2 separate regions of the Triticum aestivum genome follow, and region 1 is linked to region 2. Evidence: chromatin contacts called from public Hi-C data. All regions are on one chromosome and are shown on one strand. The core of a region is the stretch at or near the end of the contact, and the rest is flanking DNA. Distances in the headings are between cores, read along the strand shown.

Evidence for each region. A called contact is a pair of places that touch in the nucleus more often than the background predicts.
Region 1: a contact with region 2 is called in a Hi-C map of leaf, with 4 times the contacts expected there. The contact joins the promoter of LOC123136736 here to the promoter of LOC123136734 in region 2. A contact is called at or near these places in 2 of 5 Hi-C or Micro-C datasets (both in leaf).

The regions. Positions count from the first base shown.
Region 1 is chr6B:233,362,047-233,368,049 of IWGSC CS RefSeq v2.1, forward strand. It overlaps LOC123136736, which reads right to left and starts at 1,760. Exons shown (of 12, transcript XM_044556219.1): 1 at 692-1,760; 2 at 391-593; 3 at 35-232. The coding sequence starts at 1,265.
Region 2 is chr6B:233,177,773-233,183,926 of IWGSC CS RefSeq v2.1, forward strand. It overlaps LOC123136734, which reads left to right and starts at 2,457. Exons shown (of 10, transcript XM_044556216.1): 1 at 2,457-2,766; 2 at 5,178-5,296; 3 at 5,377-6,154. The coding sequence starts at 2,590.

The DNA.
Region 1 (6,003 bases), core at 510-3,009, 180 kb after region 2:
GCAGATGACAAACTACACATAATCAGTGAATCACCGTTATTGTGTAGAGCTGGTATAGCACGTCATTCATGCCCCCAGTCTCCTCATTGAGCGATGCCCAGTGCCTCTCGATGCTGTATTTCTGAATGACATTCTTCACCCGGTCACTGAAGTAGTTAGCCATCTCCACAACCATCTCAAGGGCCTTGGAGTTTCCAGCCACTGTATACTGATCAAGAAGCCCTTGCATAATCTACAAACCAAAAAAATTGCAGACGCAGCAAGACAATGCATTAGAGAATCACACAGAATAGAAGTACAGAACACGGGATACGGATCACAGAATCCAGATCACAACTCAACACAATGATTTACATGTTGAAGGAGTAGAGACTAAAACATTTTGTATACCTTGTGAATTGTGTAGTAAGGAGCCCAAACAGTAGTGAGGGCCTCAGCGCGGTCGAAGAACTCCGACGGGAAGGCCGACAGGTACCCTGTGCCCATCTTCTTCTGGCAGTCGTATAGCACGTCGACGACGGACGACATCTTGGCACGGAGGGTGTCATTGTGCGTACTCGCCCACATCTTGGCCGTGGCGCTCAGGTAGTGCCCTGCAATGCAAAGAACAGCGTCAGGCCAAAAGAAGTTCAGTTGAGATGAGCGACTGGCATGTGCGAATGAGCAGGGAAAGATTGTGGCGGCGGCGCACCGACGAAGTGTCCCCGGAGCTCGACGTTGGGCCCCTCCCACCCGCCGTAGGGCGTGCCGGTCGCCGTCAGGCCGGCCTGCGTGCGGAAGCTCCAGACGAGGCGGTCGGCGTCCAGGAGGAGCAGGTACTCCAGGTTGGTCTGCTGGGCCTGCCAGTACACGGTCCCCGGCTGGAGCCGCACGTCGTGCAGCGACGCCTCCGAGAGGAACGGACCCGCGGGGCCGTCCACGGCGGCGGCGCCGCCGCCCCGGAGCTTGCGATAGAGCATCAGCCAGTCGAACGCCTCGCGCGGCGGGGTGCTGCCGCCGCCGCCGCCTAGGAGCCTCCGCGGCATGAGCTCCATCCAGGCGGACTCGTCGGTCGGGGTGAGGTGCTGCTCGTGGTCGTGCCCGTGCCCGTGGCCACGGGCGGCGGGGCCGGCAGGCAGCCGCAGCTGCCCCGCCGCGCGCTCCGCGTGGGTCGCCACCGAATCCGACGACGGGAACGTGTTCGTGCAGACCTTCGCCGCGGCGGCGGTCAAGAGCACCGCCACGACCCCCAACGCCGCCACCGCTGCCGCCACGCCTCGCGCCATTCCCGTCCCCCCCTAAGAATTCACTCACCAGTCACTTCTTAGCCGTCAACGCTCGACTGCCACCGCCCGGCGCATAATATAGGGCAAGGAGAGCCTCCAAGAATCCCCAGACCTTCAATTATAGCCGGAGCAAGGCGAGAGGGTGAAGCAACAGGCTCGCAAGCGACGCGACGGCGACAACGCACTCCGAGAGCTCGGAGAGGATGGCGACCGGTGCGACCACAGAAGGTGGGCGGGTGGCGATCTCGGTCGGCGAAGAACAGGAAGGGGGATTCTTCTTTGGGAAAAATCGCGGCTCTTTTTTGGTTTGCTGCGGTGCGTGCGCGGGGACGGATCGGCGGGGAGGAGACGCAAGAAACGCGCGTCGAGGGGAGGCAGTCTTGCACCCAAAGGGCCGCAACCATGGACGGGAATGGACCGGGTGACGGACGGGACGGCAGCGTCGCTTGCTTACACGTCGGAGCGTTCGTTGGAAAACGATGTGATCTAGTACTAGCCAGTACCTCAGCGTCTGGATCAGCAACGGCGGCCGTTGGCGCGTCCATGTGTACCTCAGCAGCGTCGCGGATCGATGGCGGTACAAGACGGACGGACGGACGGACGCACGCCGCGCCAGGAATCATCATCTATTTCTGTTCTTGGATTTCCAGACTGAGCCCAGACCAGAGTGGCTCCAGCACACGGAAGGAGGAACACTCCACTGCAACTGCCGTTTACCATATTGGATGAGCATCTTTGTTGTGACCTCAGCTCGCCGGAACTAGCCAGTATGGTGGTTGCGCTTAGGATCGATCGACACACGATACAGCCGGGACGGCATCCGCACCGCGATTTCTGTTCTCGAATTTCCAACTCAGCAGGCATGAACCAAACTTAGGTTCGGAATAGACCTAAGGGCATTTCTAGCCCATCCCCGTAATTCAATTACCCGTCCTATCCCACCCTTCAATTCCCATTTTTGCACACAGGCTTCGTCTCAACATATATTGCCACAACCATGTTAATTCAAAACTTGAGAATTCAAGTACACACACTTCAAGTACATATCAAAATTTAAGGTTTTTAAACTTAACCATTGAGATTGAAACACAACATGCGGTCCAAATGAACTAACAATCCAACTAAAACATGGTAAAAACACTAGAATCAAGTGCTATGAAGTGCCAACGGTGCTCAACAAGATCTTCTTAAAGTTGCTTGTGAGCTTTTTGATCCTTCGGTGAGCTTAAAGGAATGCATGGGTACTATTTCGGCGACGTTTTGACTCCACCATGACACCATTGTAGAGGAACCGTAAGTTTTCCGGGTCATCCCTCTCGTCCTCGATGATCATGTTGTGCAAGATACCACATGTTGTCATGATCCGCCACATGCTATCAGCAATCAAGTTAGTGTCTCTCCTAGTGTTTGTGCAACACGAGTGTCGGTACAAAAGCCGGCAGACCTCAGGTAGGGGGTCCGCCACATGCTATCAGCAATCAAGCCAGTGTCTCTCCTAGGGCGTGTTTGGTTGCCCGCATCGAGCCCAACCAGGCCCGCGCGGGAAGGAAGAGGCATGTTTGCTTGCCTGGTTTCACTGTTGGCCCTGCATCGCACGCTTCTCAAAGCAGCCCACAGCCTGGCTCGCTGGAAACGCTTGGATCGACAGTTTCTCGCGAGTCAGGCTGAGTGCGGCGCGAGGTCGCATGGGCGCGTGCGAGGCGAGGGCGAGAGGGGATGGCGCGAGATGGAAATCTGGCCTCACCCCCTTTCACTCGCTCACCCATAGGCACTACCCCCCTTTCTTCCCTACTGCCTCACCGCCGTCGGCCGCTGCGATTTCAGATCTGCGCTAGAGGGGGCGGCGGCGGCGGAAGAGGCGGCGGAGTTTGCGGCGGATCTGGTACTCCCCTTGCTGTTGGCCACCGTCTAGTCGACCTTGTCTGTGCCATGGCCCCCCCTAAGACGTCCTCGTCTCCGATGCCGGTAAGCAGCACCCCCTCCCCCCTTTGTTAGGTCGGTGGTTAGGCCGTTAGGCTAGGTGTAGGATCGATTACGCACTGGACGAATTGTCGATATCGTCTAGGTTATGGACGCATGGATGAGGCTGATAATTCAGGCAGCAACACTGATTAGTGTGATTCAGGCATGGGTCATGTTCATGCACCAGAGAGTTGTCTGTCGTGCTAGGAGACCTTTGATCCGCTATGGTCCATTGTTTATCCGGGAACATGAGAGGATCCAAAATCTGAACTACATCTACAACTGCAATAACGTCGAGGCTCTGTGGATGCTTCAAATGAAAAGAGCACAATTTGCCAGGCTTGTCGAGACCTTCAGGAGCAGGGGGCTGCTACAAGATAACATCAACACCAGTGTGGAAGAGGAAGTGGCCATGTTTCTCCATGTTGTTAGCCATAACCAGAGGTTCATGGTAATTCACAACACGTTCAAGAGATCAATGGAGACCATCTCTAGGTACTTCAAAAAGGTGTTTTTTGCTATTGGGGAGAGGAGAGATGATCAAGAGACCATCTGGCCAGACTCCACCCAAGATTCGCAGAAGCCCAAGATGGTATCCATACTTTAAGGTGAGCATTGACAATATACACTTTTCATGACTTGATATGCTTGTAGGAGATTGTTCAAGTTGAGCACCAACACAGGCTTGTGATACCATTTTCAGGATTGCATTGGGGCAATAGATGGTACTCATGTCACTGCCAGAGTTCCTAGGTCACAGTCTGCAGCATACAGGGGGAGGAAGCACTACACAAGCCAGAATGTGCTTGCTGCTGTTGACTTTGATCTGAAGTTCACATATGTGCTGGCTGGCTGGGAGGGGTCAGCGCATGATGCTACATTCTCAGTGACAACATGAGTCGACCTGATGTGATCAACATCCCTGACGACAAGTTCTACCTTGAAGATGCTGGCTATGTATATCGGTCGAGTATTCTTCCACCCTTCAGGAAAACCAGGTACCATCTCAATGAGTTCTCTGGTAGGAACTATCCTAGGACTGCACATGAGCTGTTTAATCTCAGACACTCTAGGCTTAGAGTAACTGTTGAGTGGGCATTTGGAGCTCTGAAGAATAGGTTTAAGATCCTGGATCAGAAGCCATTCCACCCATACTCCACTCAGGTTAAGCTTGTTCTTACTTGTTGCATTCTGCATAAATGGATCCTCCAGTGGGGCTTTGATGAACACGTGCCTGAGGAGGAAGAGGTCGAGCCTGATGATGTTGTTAGCTCCGACCATGGTGTGGAGGCATTTGACAATGACGCTTGGAAGAACAAAAGGTTGGAGTGGGCAGAGGCAATGTGGCTTAACAGATGTAAGTGCAGGATTTGAAGAAGAGGAAGAAGAAGAAGAAGAAGAGGAAGAATAAGAATAAGAATAAGAAGCGACAGCAGCAGCAGAAGAAGAAGCAGAAGCAGAAGAAGAGGAAGAGGAAGAGGAAGATCTGGTAGCAGCAACACCGATGAACTATCCCCTATTTAGCCAATGGCTCTTAATAATTTGAACTGTCATTTGATAGTAGTTAGGATGAACTATCATTTGTTTAACTAGCTGGCACTATGTTCAGATTGTGTGTGGTAAGGTCATCACTAGTTAGAAGTGGTGACAACACCTTATGCAGGTTGCAACCAAACACCATGTCATATGTGCGCCTAATGCAATGCGGGCAACCAAACGCCGGGTCAAAAATGGTTGTCTCATGCAACTAGGTACATGCAGGCAACCAAACTATGTGCATCTGTTTTTTTTTGCTTGCATCCCCTCAAACCGGCTCACTAGAGCCATGCTTGCCAGGCCAGGCTCGATTGGCAATGTAACCAAGCACGCCCCTAGTGTTTGTGCAACACGAGTGTCGGTACAAAAAACCGGCAAACCTCGGGTAGGGGGTCCCGAGCTATGGATTTCAGATCTATGGGTAACAGGAATGAAGGAGACTGTATTTATCCAGGTTTAGGCCCTCTCAAAGAGGTAATACCCTACATGTTGCTTTGCTTGTATTGATGATGATGTATCGAGTACCCGCTGCCCAAGGAGGCAAGATCTCCTCATCTTGGGGCACTCTTGGTCGAGAAGTTGTACGTAGTTCCGGCCAAGGAGCTGAAGGGACCGAAGGGGAAGGGCAACCTGCGCATTCGAGATCCCTCAGAGGCTAGGTCTAAAGACACCCACGCCTCCTCTACCCACGAGGGGGCAAGGAGGAAGAGGAGGTGGAAGAGGGCGTGGAGGAGGAAGTGCCCTCTCCGAAGAGGAAAGGGGTGGCGTCCGAGGACGCCAAGGAGGAAGAGCACCCTCTGGTCCGCAGGAAACTGCGCAAGGCCTATGCCAACGGGTCGTGCCAACCCAGGTTACCCATTCTGACACCTCGGAGGACATCCTCACGCAGCCGCGCAGGATGAAGCCGGCGCCTCGGAGGTATTCTTGATAGAACGCCCTCAATTTCTGCATGAAACCAAGTTTTGATGCACGATATCTGACTTGTCCTTCTCTAGCCCGCAACATGTCATTATCGACGACGTGGTCGAGGACGACAGGCTCCGTCCGCCCTTCATGGCAGAAAGCGGGTCCGCCGAGCACACCGTGCCCCCCATCGCCCCTGGCGGGCTGGGGGAAGCGACATCACGCCCAACCCCAGCCACTAATAACATAGGGCAGGTGCCAGGGCTTCCTTGGCCGAGGTTCAAACCTTGGCTGCCGAGGACCAGGGGAAAATGTCCCCTTGGTTAAAGAAGGCGTG
Region 2 (6,154 bases), core at 1,207-3,706:
GGATAAGGATAGCACGCACGAGGGTTTCCCACACAGCGCCGCTTCTCCCGTTCCCCACTTCTCTGCTTGATCTGGCACAACACCTCACCACACCGTCTCTTCTCTGCTCATGGCGTCGTCTTCAAGGGAGGCGGGGTGTGCCCCGCATCTCCGCACGACCCCCGCCGCTGCTGCACGCCCCGGGGGCGCCGGTGAGGCCGAGGGCCTCCGGCGACCACGCGCCCCGGACGGCTGCGCGGTTTTGCGCCATGGCCGCGGCGAACTGCCGCAGTATCCGACGCGCCTCCGGTGGAGGTGTGGGAGGGAGGGGTGGCGCTGGAGGCAGGGGTGGTGTCGCCGGTGATGAATGAGGCGGCGGCGGCGTCGACGACGAGCCCTGTCCTTTCATCTCCTCTTCTTCTTCTTGATGGCCATGTTCAGATCGGGGACGGTGGAGTAGGCATGGACTTCCACTGCTGCCGGCGTCGGAGACGGGAGATCCGGGACAGGACCGTATCCAGGAGGGAAGAAGTGCTCCGGCAGTTCATCCGACGGCGTCGGTGACGGCAGCCGCGGTTGTGCGCCCGTACGCGCTGGGCACGGTCCAAACTCGTGCTGCAGGCAGTACGGGGGCAGTGGTGGCGGCGCGAGTTCACAAGGGAACATCTCCTCTTCTCCGAGAAACGGCGCCGATGGCCCTGCAAGCAACCACTCCATCGGAGGGATGGAGAAGACAGTTGGTGTAGTCGCGTGTCCGACGTACTCGTTGGCGACTGCCGGAGCCGAAGGCCCGGCCTGGTGCATTGCAGGTATCTCTCCATTTGCAGTAGTGGCCGTGGCGGAAGGCCCAGCCTGGTGCACAGGGTGGTTGCCATGGCGTGCATATCCACGGCGGCGGTTCTGGCGGTGGTTCCAGGCGAAGAAGCGGCGACGTGGGCCGCTCCTTACACCAAGGCCATGACGGCGACGGTTCTGGCGGTGGTTCCAGGCGAAGAAGCGGCGACGTGGGCCGCTCCTTACACCAAGGCCATGACGGCGACGTGCGGCACGGTGGCGAGGAGTGCGGGAAAGGCGACGGCTCTCTCTTTGGATAAAGCGAGCGAAAGCGAAAGCCGCAGATGACAGGTTTCTCCCTGCCATGACCTACCTTTTCTTTTCCTTCCCGGTGATGGCACTATCTCTCTTTCGGCAGAGCAGTGCTGATAACGTGTAAAGATAAAAGTGATTGTACGAATGATCTGATACTTCCATTGATTGAGAATCACATATTTATATAAGATTTGGGACGCATTGTGAAGGCGTCTGTACAAAGAGGCGCTTGTACGGACAGATGCGTCCGTACGATGCTTGGACACTAATAACCGCTAACTACGTTTCCTAACAACGATTCGCTAAAGCCGCTTCATTGATGTCGGTTCTCAACAGTTTTAGAACTTTCATTAGAGCATCTCCAACGGGACGTACCACGCGGCACGCTAAAAAACAGTTTACAGCGCCGGAATGGTCAGGTTTTGCTCGCAGTGGAGTGCTGGCTCTAGCAACCGCTGCCAAAAAATACGCGTGCGCGGCGCTCTAGCGCACTAAACTACAGCGCGCGCGAGCAGCCGGCGTTTTGTAATATGTTCAATTTGAAGACAATATGGTGATATAGCATAGTTTAAAATCATCCATACAAGTTCGTGACGTAAAAGTTTAAAATCATGCCACATCACATCATCATCCAACCAAGTTCAAAATCATGCAACCAAGTTCATGACATAAAAGTTCACACAAACAAATGGTACGTCAATAATTATGTATCATCCTTGTCTTCGTCCTCCTCTTCCTCCGATTCTTCATCCTTCGAAGACGATTCTTTCCCCTCTTCTTCATTGTGTTGCGCCGCTTCATCATGGGAAGCTCGGAAGATGTTGGCAAGATCTCCAACGGCATCATGCGAACGTATGTGAGGCACACCGGAAGACATGCGTCCACCCATGACGGCATGAAAAGGCCGCACGCGACACCGGTGCTTGGAGGAGCACCGGCGGAGGCGAAGCCAAAGCTCCCCACACTAGGGTTTGCGTCGGCGCCGGCAGCGGAGGGGTCGCGGGGGCAGGAAGAGGTGAGGGGGATGTCGGCGCTGCCGTCCATCGGGCGAATTCGCCGGCGGCGGTATGGGCGGGGAGAAAGCGGCGAGGCGCTCGAGTGTGTAGCGCGCGGAAGCGGGCGCACGAAATAAGCGGCGCGCGATGTCGTTTCGCCCCACGCGCTGAACTACTTATGCAGCGCGCATTTTTTGCACCTTCGCTGGAGCGCCCGGAGCGGCTGCGCGCGCAAAAATCTGTGTTTTTTCAGCGCGGCTGTTGGAGATGCTTTTAATTTCCAGCCATCTGTTTTTTATTTGGCTTCAGGCTGATTTTCTGTCCCGTCGGATCGTGCACGAATCTTGGCGACGGTGGTGTTCTCATTCTCCTTTTCTTTTGCCCGCGTGTGTGCGTGGAAGGCTGGTTTGCGGATTTCAGTCCCAAAAGAGCAGCAACAGCAACGACGGCGACAGCCGATTCCCCGGCCGAATTCGTGCGATCTCCGGCGGAATCTGTTCTGCGCAGGAATCGGCGGGCGGAGCGAATGACGGTACCGGAGGCGGTGGCACTAGACATACCGGCGGAAGAGGGTTCGCCGGTGGCCAGGGTGCCGCGGCGGATCAGGAGGAGGCTCCTCCAGGCGCGTGAGTCAAGCGCCGACGCGCCGGCAACCGCCGAAGAGATCGAGAGCAAGCTCCGCGACGCCCAACTCCGGAGGCAGGTTGGCACGCTCCACCTTTTTTCTTTCTTTCCCGCTGCGTGCTTCATTATTTCGCGTTCATAGTTTGAGTATGACTTCGAAATGGAGATTTAGCCAACACGTTTATGCGGTATAAAAAAAATCGATTTCTCAGAGCCCGGTGAACCCCTGAACCCTTGCCTTGTGCAGAAGAAGATGACATTTGGCTATCAGATCCATTTCCGGTCGAGGGGTATACTTCTTATGTTGAGCATCAGGCTTCATTGCATTTTCTGACCTTTCATGCCTAATCTCTATAGACTTTGCACGAGCGATGCGATCTTTTGGTGTTAAGGGATCTGCGGACCGATTTCCTGTAAGATATCCAAGGAATAGTTACGCTCCGGTTAATCATAGTAATTGGACGAAACAAAATATGCATTAATAAAGCCAAATAACAGTATGAAAGCCTTCAAGGACAGCAAAGAAACCCGTAAATTTAGCCAGATCCCAGTCGCACCCAAGCAACTGGCAGATGCCACTCCACATGAAATGTGCAAGGTGACAGGACAGATATGCAGCACATTTTCCTCCTCACCACACAACGCACAGGACGGCCCGTGATACTTAAGTATTTGGTCAGTACAAGGGGGACGATCTCTGGCAAGTTGCCAAGTGAAAATCTTGATCTTTAAAGGCGATCGACGCTCCACATATCCTTCAAGTGAGCCACTTCTTGGCAAATCCTAGAGTAGAGTGACCTGGACGAGAAAATCCCTGAAGGTTCCAGTGCCCAGGACATGGATTTGTCAATGGAACCCATTTGAACCTGCTCCATCACTGAGTGAAGCGCCTCCCACGGTAGGAGCTCATCATGGCTGAAGGAGCGGTGAAAATGGATATGTTAGCCATCACCTCTAAATGCCTAATCAGCCGTGAACGAGGGGTTGGAACAAATGTTAAACAACAGGGGAAACCGGTATTTCAAGGGGCTTGCACCATGCCACCAATCCATCTAGAAAAAAGCGTCAGTTGGCTGTCGTTAACTGCATGCATGCTTAGCACCGAGCTTGAAGATATATTTAATGCGGTCGATGCTTTTCCGAAATTGAGACCCCCCTGCCCCAACGCAGAAGTAGATATCCGAGGCCTCGGGATATTTAGCTGAAATGAATATCTTTCTAGAGGCTCCTGTCATCTTGGTACAACTTCCAGATCCACTTTAGGGTGGTGCGCTGCCAGCCAATTGACTAAGATCTCTTCAGTCCAGCTATTTCCCAAAAGAAGTGGGAGCGGTGCTTGTTCATGGCAGCGTGAATTCTGTCTGGCAGCATGTAAAGTCAAGTACCTTGGTAGTCTGGATAAGCACATATTACTGTGTTAGTGAGGATTAGCATGGACCCCCCCCCCTGGATCAAGTGCGGCATCACTCCGCAGACATGACCTGCCACATTGGTGAGGATAGGATTTCTGCAAAGGCATGCCCACCAAGTCAGATCTGAGATTGCAGGAGAAGGGCGCACTTCTCGATCAATGCACATTGCAGTTTGGCCACCCGAGACCAAGTGCATGATCCGATGAATATATCCAGCGTCAAAACCTTCCCTGAGCATAACTTTGCGTAGAAACTTCCAGTTTACCCTATCATATGCTTTCATGAACTCCAGTTTTAGCAAGACTCCCCGTAGATTTTTGATCCGAAGTTTGTGAACAATCTCTTGTAGCGCCAGAGCCCCGTCCAGGATAAGTCTACCTTTGAAAAACGATGTTTAACTAGAGCTAATAATTGTATGCGCCACCCCGGAGAACCTTGTGGCATAAGCTTTAGGAAAGATCTTGAAAATTACACTAATTAGCGTAATAGGGCGGAAATGCCTAATGCACCCCGCCCCTTCAGTTTTAGGAATAAGCATTCACATCCCAAAGTTCAACCTTGACATAGTACCGTGCCAAGGGCAAATCCATTGAGAATTTGAAGAACAAAACCCTTGACTGCCCCAAGAACTGCTCGAAAACCGATACCAGAAACCCACCCGGTCTCGAAGCCGTGTCAGCCTTCATGCTTTGCATCACCATATCAAGCTCTTAGTGTGGCAAAATGGCTGCCAAGTTGGCACCGTAGAGCTGCAAGGTAGTTGACGTTTATCTTAACTTTGTGGTAGCGGGAGCCCTGGTTGGTTATTTTTTAGAGAAAATGTGAAAACTTTGTGTCTTGGTGCATTGATTAGAAGCGGGTTTGTTTAAGCCCTGGTTGGTTCTGATGGTGAGAATGCTGAGTCTTCATTACAACTTTATATGACCAGAAAGTTCATTCTCTTGTTTTGTTAACTAACTTTTGAGAACTGTGTGAACGGTGAAATGACCAAAATGGGGTAAGTTTTGCGAAGTTTCATGGACTGGTAAAACATATATGTTTGCTGCTGCCTACTAATATAAATTGTTGTCCTGTCCAGCAATTCCATGAAACATTATCATGCAAAGCAAGACATGCGGTCAGGAGCACTTCACAGCCATCTCAGGAGGATCCCAAGCAACGCCTTGAAGCGAAGCTTGTGGCTGCTAAGCAGAAGAGGTAATCAAAAGAGGCAAACCGGTATGGTATATTATTTGATTCTTTTTGACCAAAGATTGAAGAATATTCTATAATTGTAGGTTGAGCCTCTTGGAGAAAGAGCAGAATCGTTTAGCTAAATCGGATGAGCTGCGTCAGGCTGCTAAGAAGGATGCAGAAATGAGGTTCAACAGGGAAAGGAAGGAGCTTGGCATGAGAGTTGAGCATCGGGTACAGCAAGCGGAGGAGAACCGTATTCAACTCTTGCATGCTCGTTTGCAGAGGCGAGCTGCGCTGGAGGAAAGGACAAAAAAGTTCTTTGGGCAAAGAGTGACATCAGAGAATAAGTACAGGGAGACAACAGCGGTGTTGGCTGCGGCCTTTGACGTGCTGGGAATAAATCAGGAATCTGCTAATTCTCTGCCATTTGAAAAACTAGCCCTCTGTATTGAATCTACAAAAGTTCTTCAGACCACCAGGGCATTGCTTGATTGCTTGGAGAGTCGTTTTATTCTTTCTCAGACATCAAGTTCATGCACACCAGAAAATATCGATCATCTGCTCAAGCACCTGGGATCACCAAATACGAGAATCCTACCAAGTAGTGCAGCAAGAGCTAGAGTAACACCGAAAAGGACAACTAAAAATTCTGACGCTGGCAAGTTACCTAGATATTCACCAAGGGTAGTGCTTTGTGCTTACATGATTCTAGGTCATCCAGGCGCTGTTTTTAATGTACAAGGCGAGCGAGAGAAACTACTTGTGGAGTCAGCAACAAACTTTGTGAAGGAATTTGAACTGCTGATGAAGACAATACTTGATGGGTTAGATGGTGCATGCATATTGCAGCAGTCTACATTAGGTGCAGTCTCTCCTGGA